Regions from separate parts of the Mus musculus genome. Here region 2 is linked to region 1. Evidence: chromatin contacts called from public Micro-C data. All regions are on one chromosome and are shown on one strand. Each heading gives the region's core, a stretch centred on a gene start, on an enhancer-like site or on the middle of the called end of the contact. The rest is flanking DNA. Distances are from core to core; before and after follow the strand shown.

Region 1 (5,682 bases), core at 1,468-3,967:
ACCCGTCCACCACCCCTCACCTCACTTAGGACCAATCAGCTTAAAGGTTAGTTGATAATACTGTCTAGTTAGCCAAAGTTTAGTACTCCACTCTTACCATCTGAACTTCTGAATCTGTTTTTTCTTATAAAAAGTCTGCCCTAAAAACATACTGGCATTGAAAGACTCCGAGAGGAGCCCCTCGCTCAGGCCTCAGGACAATAGCGGACACCCAAGAACTCACGACAGACCGAGCTTGTTGCAAACCACATGAGGCTTTATTCGGGGAAAGCCAGAGCTCTGGGGACGACTCATATCCCACGCAGGGGTAGAGGAGTCGTCCTCGAGGGGAAAGAGGTCCCAGTTTTTATAGGCCCTCAGGGGGGAAAGGAGAAGGGGGAGATTAGGGGATTTCCAGATCTAAACAATGTCTATTCTCAAGAAATGGGTATGGGAGGGGTACAAGGAAAGAGTCTAATGAAGGTGCAGCAATGGGCGCACACCTGGTCAGAACATTGGCAGACACACAGGTTCAAGGAGTGGCCAGAGCATTGTGCACCTCTATTTTTCTAAATCAGTGAAGCTAGTTCTGCTAACACTGACGTCTATCTTGCCAATTTCAGGGCTTCTGTGTCCTTTTATATTCTGCCAGGATCTTTCAGCATCACAATTAGGCTCCCAAGTCCTTTTTTGTGATCCTGATCAATCCGTCTTGGGGTGTGCATTCAATAAACTATTCTTGCTTGACTGAGATCGGTTCATTTGGTTTGTGTGACAATTCCTGAATGCCAGCAAATCAAAGGCAGACCATGGGCACAGGTCAAGTGAGTCCTTAGAACAGACAGAATGAATGTCCTATCTCAGAGGAAACAAGATTGGAACCCAACAGGAAGAATCCAGCAAAACTTTTACCTCCAGTCTCCTGCCCAAGCAAAGCATCATGGGAATTTCCTACACAGAAAAACTGCTTTCACACCCCTTGGCCACTCTGAGATGGGGCCCTGGACGAAATGGCTGACAGGGCTGGCTGGAGTCTTGGCAGATATAAAGAAGCGGGAGGGGCTGCTCCATTTCTACCAACATTGCACCTCAGAACAAGATGGCATACATTTCGCTGTCTGTAAATGACCTTGGTCATTTCACTTACAACTGTCCATAACTCCAAATTTAGGGATTCTGATGACCTTTTGTGGTCTCCATGGCACCCAGCATGGATGTGGCACTCAGACAGACAGACAGACAGATAAAACATTCATAAACATAAAAATAATTATATAATTATATAATTATATATATATATATATATATATAGAGAGAGAGAGAGAGAGAGAGAGAGAGAGAGAGAGACAAAGTCTCACTATGTAGCTCTGACATGTAAATCAGGCTGGCCTTAAACACACAGAGATCTTCCCGCCTCTACCTCTTGAGTGTTAGGATCAAAGGTGTGTGCCTCTACTCCAGGAGTACCCTTTTTTGTTGTTGTTGTTTTACAATTTTTAAAAAAATATTTCTGAAATCACAAGAATTACATCTTCTTCCTCCTTTCCTTCTCTCCCCAAATCTTCCCACAAACTCCTTTTGCTTTTCTTCTCAAATTCATGACCTCTATTGCTTTAATTGTTATGACATACATATACACTATATATACATATACATGAGTATATATGTACATATAAGAATATATGTATATATATATATTCCTAAATATAGAAATAAAAAGCTACATACATATATGTACACATATATTACATATATATAATATATGTATGCTTTCAGGGAGGCCCTCTTGTCTTTGGGTACCCAATATGGAGGCTCTTTCCTGGAGAAAACTAATTCTGCTGTTAGCTGTAATTCCTTTTCTGGGACTGAGGCTCCATGAGAGGCCCCTCTTCCATGTTAGCCAGTCTGTAATTGGTGTTGGTGTCCTCGTTCAGGTCTGGTTAGGTAGTCATGACAATGAAACTTCACGGGTGTTGCCTCTCTGACATTTCTAGGAGGCAAATATTCTTTTTTTTAAAGATGTATTTATTGTTATATGTAAGTACACTGTAGCTGTCTTCAGACACACCAGAAGAGGGTGTCAGATCTCCATGTGGTTGGTGGGATTTGAACTCAGAACCTTTGGAAGATCAGTCAGTGGGAAAATGTTCACAGCCAACTTCCTGGCTCTCTGTCTCCCACATTCTTCTCACCCTCTCCTCTGTTCTGAGTTCTCAGGGCAGGGGTTGTTGCATCTGTTGGGTTCAACAACACTGCCGAGTGTTCTCTGTGTTAGATCATCTGTGGGCTTTTGTAACGGTCTCCGTCTGTTGTAAGGAGACACTTCTTTGATGAGGATGAGACCTATGCTTTCTGTGGGTATAGGATAAATATGTAGAATGTAGTTAGGAATTACGCTGATTTTGTAAGAAGGTAGGTATAGGTTCTCCAAGAGCCATGATTCACTAGTCTGGGGCAGTTGACTAAGGAGCAGACATGATTTCCCTCATGTTGTATGGGCTTTAAGTCCAACTAGAGAACTCTCAGCCCCTGTTAAAGTATAGGTGCCACTATAGCGACCTTGCGGGTGCTGTGCTCATTGCTTTAATTCCCAGGCATCATAGCTGGGAAGAGCTATTGCTTGCTTCCTTAAACATTTTAAGCTGTCTGTTTTCACAGAGTTGGCAACCCAGGGTGCCCCGTGGCAGAAGCCTGACCTAGCTTACAGCTGATGACCCCTGCTGCTATGGCGACAGGCAGGTTTCTGGTGAATTCAATTACTAGGCTTCCACACTGAGAGCAGAGACCAGGAATTGGCCTCCTGCCAGAGACTTTGAGACTTTGAGAAAATTTACTTCACAAAGAAAGCTTGGCGGTGGGGGGTTGGGGAGGCTAGTAGGGAGGGAGCAATCTGGATTTTAGATGGTTAAAACCGTTTACCAAGGGTGGAACCGAAATTCAAGGTGACTCTAAATAGCATGGGGAATTGAGACTGGCACCACACCCTGTCACATGTTTATTCACTCAGAAAATTTGAATTGTACTGTTTTAAATGTTCATGTACACACACACACACACACACACACACACACACACACACACACACACACACACACACACACATGCACATTTATGTCCTTGTCTGGTATCATAGGGCTTTTCTTGCACTCTGGAAGGTCTTTCTCTTTTTTGTCTTTGTTTTTGTCCCAGCCTTCCCAGTGCTGTGCTGCTAGGTGTGGGCCACCATACCTGGTTTGCAGTATCCTTTCCCCCAAGCACTGTGAATGGAAACCGAGGATTCACACCTACCAAATGTATCAACATTTTAATTTTGATTGTTTTTAATTGAGTGCGTGTGTCCATGGGTGTCTTTGGGTGCTCCAGGAGGCTAGAAGTGTAAGATCCTGAGCAGGTAGGGTTAGAGGCAGTTGTGAACTCCTGGATCTTGGTGATGGGAACTGAACTCTGATCTTCTGCGAGAGCAATGCACTCTCCCCTCCCCCGACCTTCCAACCCCCACCCCCGCTAAAACAGGGTTTCTCTGTGTAGCCCTGGCTGTCCTGGAATTCACTCTGTAGACCAGGCTGGCTTTGAACTCACAAAGATCTACCTCTGTCTCTTGAGTGCTGGGATTAAAGGCAGGCACTACTATGCCTAACCTCCTTATTTTTATTTTTATTTACATTTTAAAAAATATTTATTTTGGGCTAGAAAAATAGATTATTGATTAAGAGCAAGTCCTGCTCTTCCAGTGGATCTGATTTCCAACACCCTGATCGGAGACTCACAACAACCTGTAATTCCAGTTCCAGGGGAGATGAGGACTCCTAGAACACTTGCATTCACAAGTACATACCCTCCCCCCATACACACACATACACACATATACACTCATACACATATACACATATACACACATAGACAAATATGCATATATACACACACATATATATACTCATACACATATACATATACACATATACACTCACACACATTCACACACATATATACACTGTATATTTACACACACATACACACATATACACTCACACTATACACATATATACTCACACACATATAAACTTACATACATGTACCATACACAAATACATACACAAACACACATATATACTCACATATATACATATACATACATATAACCCACACACATATATGCTCACACATGTACATATATATGTACACATATACATTTATACACGCATACATACAAACATTCACACACAGTTTTAAAATAAATATTTTTATATTTCTGTATGTGGCATGTGCCCACTGTGCACTTGTGTGAGCACAGAAGACAGAGTCTAATGTCAATATCCTCCTAGATTCACTCTCCATCTTTATCTTAGTTTCTGAGATAAGGTTTCAAATGGCTCGGGCTGGCCTTGAATTCACTATGCAGTACAGGATGACCCTGAGCTCCTGGCTCTCTTGCCTCCACTTCCAAAGCCCTGGCATTGCTAACACATGCCTCTGGGTGCCAGGGACTGAATCCAGGTTTTCATGCACGCTAGGCAAGCGTTCTTCCACTGAGCCACATGCCCAGCCCTGTGCCAATCTAAAGCTCTATGGCTCTGTGTTGGATATATTTGTCTTAAATATATGAGGCTACATTTCATTTCTTCCTTCTTTCTCCTTCCCTTTCTCTGTAACACCCTTGCAGGGAGCATTCTTTATGGCTAAGCAAAGAGTATGCACTTTTCCAAGGACCTTATCCTGTTGTGAAGTTACTAGGGCTAGGATGCCACCCTGTGGGTACCCCGAGTGTGGGCATCCCGTTTCTGAGTTCAGAGTCTCATGTTCAGTCTCATGTTCAGAGTCTGGTACCACACAGTTCTGTTCTGTTTTTTTTTTTTTTTAAGATTTATTTATTTCATGTATGTGGGTATACTGCAGCTGTCTTCAGACACATCAAAAGAGGGCATCAGATCCCATTACAGATGGTTGTGAGCCACCATGTGGTTGCTGGGATTTGAACTCGGGACCACTGGAAGAGCAGTCAGTGCTCTTAACCAACTGAGCCTTCTCTCCAGACCATGGTACCGCACAGGTGTGTGACAATTGTTTTAATATAAGTTTATCTGTGGCAGCACGTTAGTTCAGTGGACAAAGGGGTTGATTCAACCCTGACCACTGGGCTGAGTTCAGTACTCAGGAAAGCTGGCTCCTATAAACTTGTCTTTGGCAGGACATGCTACAGTAAGCCAGGTTGCCTGACAGTCAGACCTACAGCCAAGCCAGGGCTTCCCCCAAGCTGTCTTTTGTGTCTTGATGGATCGGATATAGGAGCTTTCTTCTGGAGTCCAGCCCTGCTCTCCGCTCCTCCAGTCTCCTCTTTCTTTCTGTCCCTTTCTTTCTTTCCTGTGTTCTCTTCCTTCTTCCGCTATTTTTGTTTCAGTGGTTTGTTCGTCTGTTTGTTTTTGCGTAGGGGGACAGCACGGTCTCACTGGCTGGCCTGGAGCTCTATATGTAGATCAGGCTGGCATGAAGTCACTGAGATCCACCTGCCCCTGCCTCACAAACGTTGCAGCAAAAGTGTGTGTGTCACCAGGGCTGGCTTCCCCTCTACTGCTTTAACTCACGTCTTTGTCTGGCACTTTTCTCTGTACACCTGCCTTTTCTTTCTCGCTTCTCTGCTTCCTTCTCCTTTCAACGTTTTCTCCCTTGAGCCAACCCTTCTTTCTCTCTCTTTTCCTTTCTGGTGAT
Region 2 (5,682 bases), core at 1,242-3,741, 370 kb before region 1:
TTCAGCTCAGAGAGTCATCCCTGACCACATAGCAAGAATTCAGGGCCAGCCTAAGCAATATGAGACCATGTCTCAAAATATCAAAAGCAAGAAAAAAGAAATTACCTTTTGAAAACCACAATGTCCTTGGGAAAAAGTGATCTATCTGATCTCCAACTAAGAGATCGGTGTTGATTATATAAGCAAATCAGGCCTATTAATCCCATTTTGCTAGTAGTTAATTCCTGGATAATGATTAAGTTTAACCAATCAGCAAGTGCTAGATCCCTGGAAATTTGTAATTCAAGAGATAGGCAAGTACAATTTGACTCTATAGTAGGTTTTTTGAAGTGGGGGAGAGTCCACTTTAGGAGGCTGAAAAGATGGTTCAGTAGTAAAATCACTTGTTCTTACAGAGGATCCCGGCTCAATTCCCAGCACCAGACCAAATTAGTGGCTAGACTGAAAGTATTCATAGTTTCTACACACACACATAAACTCATTCATATTTTTTCTCTTTCTCTCTCTCCCCCTACTCCCCACTCCCATTGCTGGTTTCAGCCAGTTTACTAAACAAACATAGGGAAGATAACATAAGCATGATATAAAAATCAACATAATTTACAAAAAATTTAAGTAAGGTTTTGTACTAAAAGAATTTCAGATTTGGTACTAGAAAAATGCACTAGCACCTGAATACTCTCTATAACCAATATGTAAACTAGTTTTCTCAAATCTATTTCAATCTCCTAGGTACTACAGTTTGGGAAACAAAATTAGATTTGTTTTACTCTCTTATAAGTATGACTTAGGTTTGCCAAGTAGATAACTCTCAAACTAGATACCAATTTGGAACAAGATTAGATAAAGGATTAGACTGGACATAGAACATTTTTCTGCAGAACAAACTGCAGCAGAGAAAGCACAACTCTAGATTTAGTTGTCATAGCAACAGCTTCCAGCAAAATCTGCCATTCTTAGGAGTTAGGAGTTCAATTCTTAATTGCAATCTAAAGAGTTTATTCAAAGAAATTCAACCTGGATGCATTTTTTTCTTTAGATTTCTTTTTTCAGTGCTGACAATTAAATGTAGGACCTTGTGTGTGCCAAACACATGCTCTATCATTGAGCTGCATCCTTAGCCATCAGAAGTAGACTTTAACCCCTCTCTCAAAACTGTATTGAATTCATGCTGCTTGAAGTCACTAGAATTGATCCTGTTACTTCCCTCAATTAATTAGAAAGGATGCTGATAAACAGCCCCATACTAAAAATAACACAATACAATAATATTCCCAAAACACTTGGCCCATATCTTTGCATCAAGTCTTTAATGTAGTGTCCCCCCTCACAATCAGACAACCTGCATTAAAAAAAGCTGATTACAGAGGAAAAGAAGAAAAGAGACTTGACAAAAATAAGTGAGCACTGAAGAAAGGACCAGTGTCATACTGATAAGAGACAGGAAGGATTATTTCAAGTATAAAGAACAACCTTCATAGAGGCAATGAGGTACCCCATGCCACTGAGGACTACACCGACAGATTCATTTCCTAGAATCTGGAATGATGCCACAACATATGCCAGTTTTGTTCAATAAATTAAAGTTGAGCCAGGCAATGGTGGCGGACACCTTTAAAGCCAGCACTTGGGAAGCAGAGGCAAGTGGATTTCTGAGTTCGAGGCCAGCCTGGTCTACAAAGTGAATTCCAGGACAGCCAGGGCTACAAAGTGAATTCCAGGACAGCCAGGGCTACACAGCCTGTCTCAAAAAACAAAAAAAAAAAAAAAAAAAAAGCATAAAAAAATAAAAAAGCTGAATCCAAATGGTGTTTACCACCCCACCCCCCCAACCCCAAGGTACTCAGGATACTTCAGGGCAGCAAGGAGACAAGGCCCTGAACTTCACAAGTGTTATATACTGTAACTACTTCTCCATGTATCCTAATGCAAACCTATGAAGCAGTACAATCAGTACAGCTTTAGTAAAGAAACTAAAACTGCTGGATTTAGCACTCCTATACCAGTCAAGACATGGCGGCATCTCAGCTTTCAGAGACAGGCCAGGGGCAGAGGTTTAACTGCTACACCATACAGAGAGGAGAAAGTTTAAATCGACGTCTTTGTTGAAGTATAACATATGGAATAAATTTGGCATGAGCCTTTTGTGGGTTTTTTTGCTTTGTTTTCTTGTCTTTCTTTTTACATAAGGTGAGAAATTAAACTTCCCAGATCTAAACAGCATATTCAGCTTATAGCTTCTATGGTTTCAAAAACAGTATAAAAAGGTGTCTAGTCCAACTATTAGTGAAAAGATATTCTGAAGGCTGTACCATGGAGCTCTTACCCAACAACCGGGACCAAGTGTGTCCAGGCCTTCACTAAGGGGCATATTAGCATTACATTAACTGGTAGAAACAGCTGTAGCACAAACCTCCAGTAGATAGAAGACCAAAGGCACAGAGAACAAAGGGAGAGCAGGAAAGCAATGATTGGCTGACCTGGCAGTGGCTAGGTCAGTCAAGGCATTTGGTCCCTTTGCATTTCTAAGTTCTCATGAATGTGGATGTCCAGGCAGCAGCCCAAGGCCTTTCTCATTTCCATCTCAATCTCTAGGAAGAATTTCAATGAGACCAAGAGCTACTAAGGCAGAGAACAGATTCTGAATATTAAAGTACATACTGGGCAGGAACAAAAGAAAGAATAAGAGGTTTTCCATTTGGACGTAACAATATAACAGTTCACCAAACACATGCCATACACACTCTGAACCATACAATACCAAATCCACTCAGTTATTTCTCACTTCTTTCTTGATCACCATGTATTTATCAAGCACCACAGGAACACAACATAGTTCCAGTCTCAGAACTGTATCTAACAGAATCATCAAACACTAGAGGGATTCTTGTTATCCAATGATAACTAGTACCCAAAATATCACTTAAAGTTAACTAGAATTTCTAGTATACCTCCCTCCTCCTACCAAAAAACAAACAAAAATTTGTTAGAGAAAGGCTTTAATAATCTATTAAAATAAATCAAAATCAATTTTTCATCATTACTAAAATTTAAGTTGTAATTGCCACTAATAAAAAAACTTCAAGAACACCTGTCATTTCACATTTAGTTTACAAAATATGTGTGTAAGATCAGTTTTATAAAAATATTCAAGAGCTTCATCAATTTCTCCCCAGGATCCTCTTAATCCTTTGTTATTTAAATAGTGTCTTCTGACTCTCCTGGTATTTTATTATGCACATTAATCTTCCTCCCAGTTGTATTTAAATTTTCAGCTTAACTATACTAACTGCACACAATCCCTTCAACTTTAAAGTCGTCTAACCTTATCTGATTCTCATCTGTCAGTGTGTGTGTGGCTTAAGCCATCTTCCAGAATCACTGTATTTCAACTTCACAAAATTCTTCCATTTTACAATCTGCCATATTGTCAGATGTTCATGATCTTGCCATTAAAAGGCACTTACTGAAAAAATGAGTAAGAACAGGCCTAATGGTAAACAGAAAGGAATGCATGGATGCTGATTAATTTTTTTAAACAATTGAACTATTCTATATATCTAACAATAATACTAAAACAGGCCTCCAATGTTTGGGCTCAAGCAATCTCCCTGCCTCAGTCTTTCAAGTAGCTGTGTACATATATTCAGTAACACCCAGCAAAGGAAGACTACTTTTAAATGATATTTTATTTATTTACTTATTTGAGTTTATGTGTGTCTTCAGGCTTGTCAAGGAGCCTCTTTTAAGCCATTTTGCCAGCCCAAGAGACTCTTTAAAGGAAGGAATTTAACAAGAATGGCAAAGGCTGAAAAGGTCCAGTAATTAAGAAGGAAAAAGGAATTCTACAGCTATTAGCATCACAGAAAGACTCAAGAGCCTTTGATGAAAGAACACACCAATACTGGTTCAAAACAAAACAAGCCTGAATCTGACCAGGTTTCTGGGGTTGTAACTCAGTGCTATAGCTCTTGTCTAACAGTCGTGAGGTTCTGGTTAGAAAAAAGGGAAGGAGAGGGAAGAGGGAGGAGGAAAGAAAAAGAAGAGAGAGAATAGGGAAAAGAGAGCGGAAAGCAGAGTTGGCCTGTTAATATCCTGCTATAGATTTGTAAGAAATAAAAGGATGTGCTCGAGAGGTTCATACTCATCGATAACTCAAGTCCCAGGAAATGCGGTGCCTTCTTTCGCCCTCCTCTGGTACCAGACACATATGTGGTGCATAGACATACATGCAGGCAAAATACTTACATAAAATTAAATTAAATTAGTCTTTAAAATAAATAAATATATAGGACCAAGGAACCTGTTTAAACAATAGGATACAAAATATGAAGTGAATAACTCTATAGAACAATGTTGTTTCTTCAAATAAATTGAACTGATGACAAAAGGGATTGAGAGGTTTGATTTGAATGAAAAATGTTCCCCATTTGACTGCTTGGCCCCATTTGGTAGTGCTGTTTGGGAACTCATAGGAGATGTGGCCTTGTTGGAAGACGTATGTCACTGAATCAGGCTTTGAGAGTTAAAAGACTGTGATTTGCACTTTGCTCTATCTGCTTCAAACTTATGGTTCTAGATTTGACTTCTCAGCTTCTTGCTCCTGTTTACCATGCCTACTGCCTCCACCCCACCAGCATGGACTCTAACCCTCTTAACTGTAAACCCAAATAAACTTTCTTCTAAAATTTGCCTCGGCCATGGTGTTTCATCACAGTAACGCAAAAGTATTAATACAAAAGGAAACTTGGAAATGATGAGACATCAATAAAACAACCTTATGAAAACCTTATCTGGACCCTTTTAGGGGGAGAGGGGAGACAAGATTTCACTATGTAAAACTGGTTGGCCTCAAACTCCTGAGTTTCACCTTCCTCTGCCTCCCCATCCCACTCCGTATCTGGATTTTGCTTCAAACTACTTAAATTTCCAAACTACCAAGACATAGCTTGGAAAACAGAGCTCTAGGCTTTTTGGTAGGGTTGTTTAGTGTTCCATTTGGACTTTGTTTTGTTTTGTGGTTCTGAGGACAGAACTCTGAGTTTTACTTATACTAGGCCCTCAGCCCCAGATCTGTTTGTTGTTGCTGCTGTTTAGTAGGGGTTCTTGTTTGAGTGATTGTTTGTTTGTTTGTTTTGATGTGCATTGTTTTTGTTTTTGTTTTTGTTTTTTTAGCTCCATGCATGTCTGTAAAAAGGTGTTGGATCTACTGGAACTTGAGTTACAGTTGTGAACTGCCATGTGGGTGCTGGGAATTGGACCCCTGTTCTCTGAAAGAGCAGGCAATGCTCTTTACTGCTGAACCATTGCTCCAGCCCCAGAGTTGTTATTTTAATGGAAGAAAGTTAAATAACATTAACCCAGGTGTGGTGCTGACTGGCTGTAATCCCAGCATTCTAGAAGCTAAGGCAGGAGGATAGAGACTGCAAGGCCAGACTGAAATACATAGAGATACCTTGTCAAAGAGAAAAGAAACTTGAAAATACTAATTTAAAAAAACTTCCAATTTTGAAGCCGCAAATGTAGTTTCACATCTAGCATATGTGCACACAAGAAAAAAAAGCAAAAAACAACAACAACAACAAAATACCAAACAAACCCTGCCACCTAGATGGTCAACGAGCCTACAAAGGCCTCAACTATATGTAATTCCTCAATTCAAATGAAATGAAGAAATATTCA

The links. A called contact is a pair of places that touch in the nucleus more often than the background predicts.
Region 2: a contact with region 1 is called in a Micro-C map of embryonic stem cells, with 4 times the contacts expected there. The contact joins two enhancer-like sites. A contact is called at or near these places in 3 of 39 promoter capture datasets (hematopoietic stem and progenitor cells and liver), 1 of 15 datasets of contacts at CTCF or cohesin (the NIH/3T3 cell line), 1 of 484 Hi-C or Micro-C datasets (embryonic stem cells) and 1 of 9 other capture datasets (pancreatic islet).

Annotation. Positions count from the first base shown.
Region 1 is chr7:97,427,011-97,432,692 of GRCm38.p6, reverse strand. No RefSeq gene overlaps it. Among named protein-coding and RNA genes, the nearest start is that of Gm32945, 11 kb to the right of the region's middle. Within about 2 kb of position 2,717, at least 66 of the 459 cell types and tissues checked have an H3K27ac peak or open chromatin away from gene starts, as enhancers often do. A contact at or near this core is called in embryonic stem cells, where this site is marked.
Region 2 is chr7:97,801,515-97,807,196 of GRCm38.p6, reverse strand. It overlaps a transcript of Pak1 not described here. Among named protein-coding and RNA genes, the nearest start is that of Gm39050, 4.0 kb to the right of the region's middle. Within about 2 kb of position 2,491, at least 34 of the 459 cell types and tissues checked have an H3K27ac peak or open chromatin away from gene starts, as enhancers often do. A contact at or near this core is called in embryonic stem cells, where this site is marked.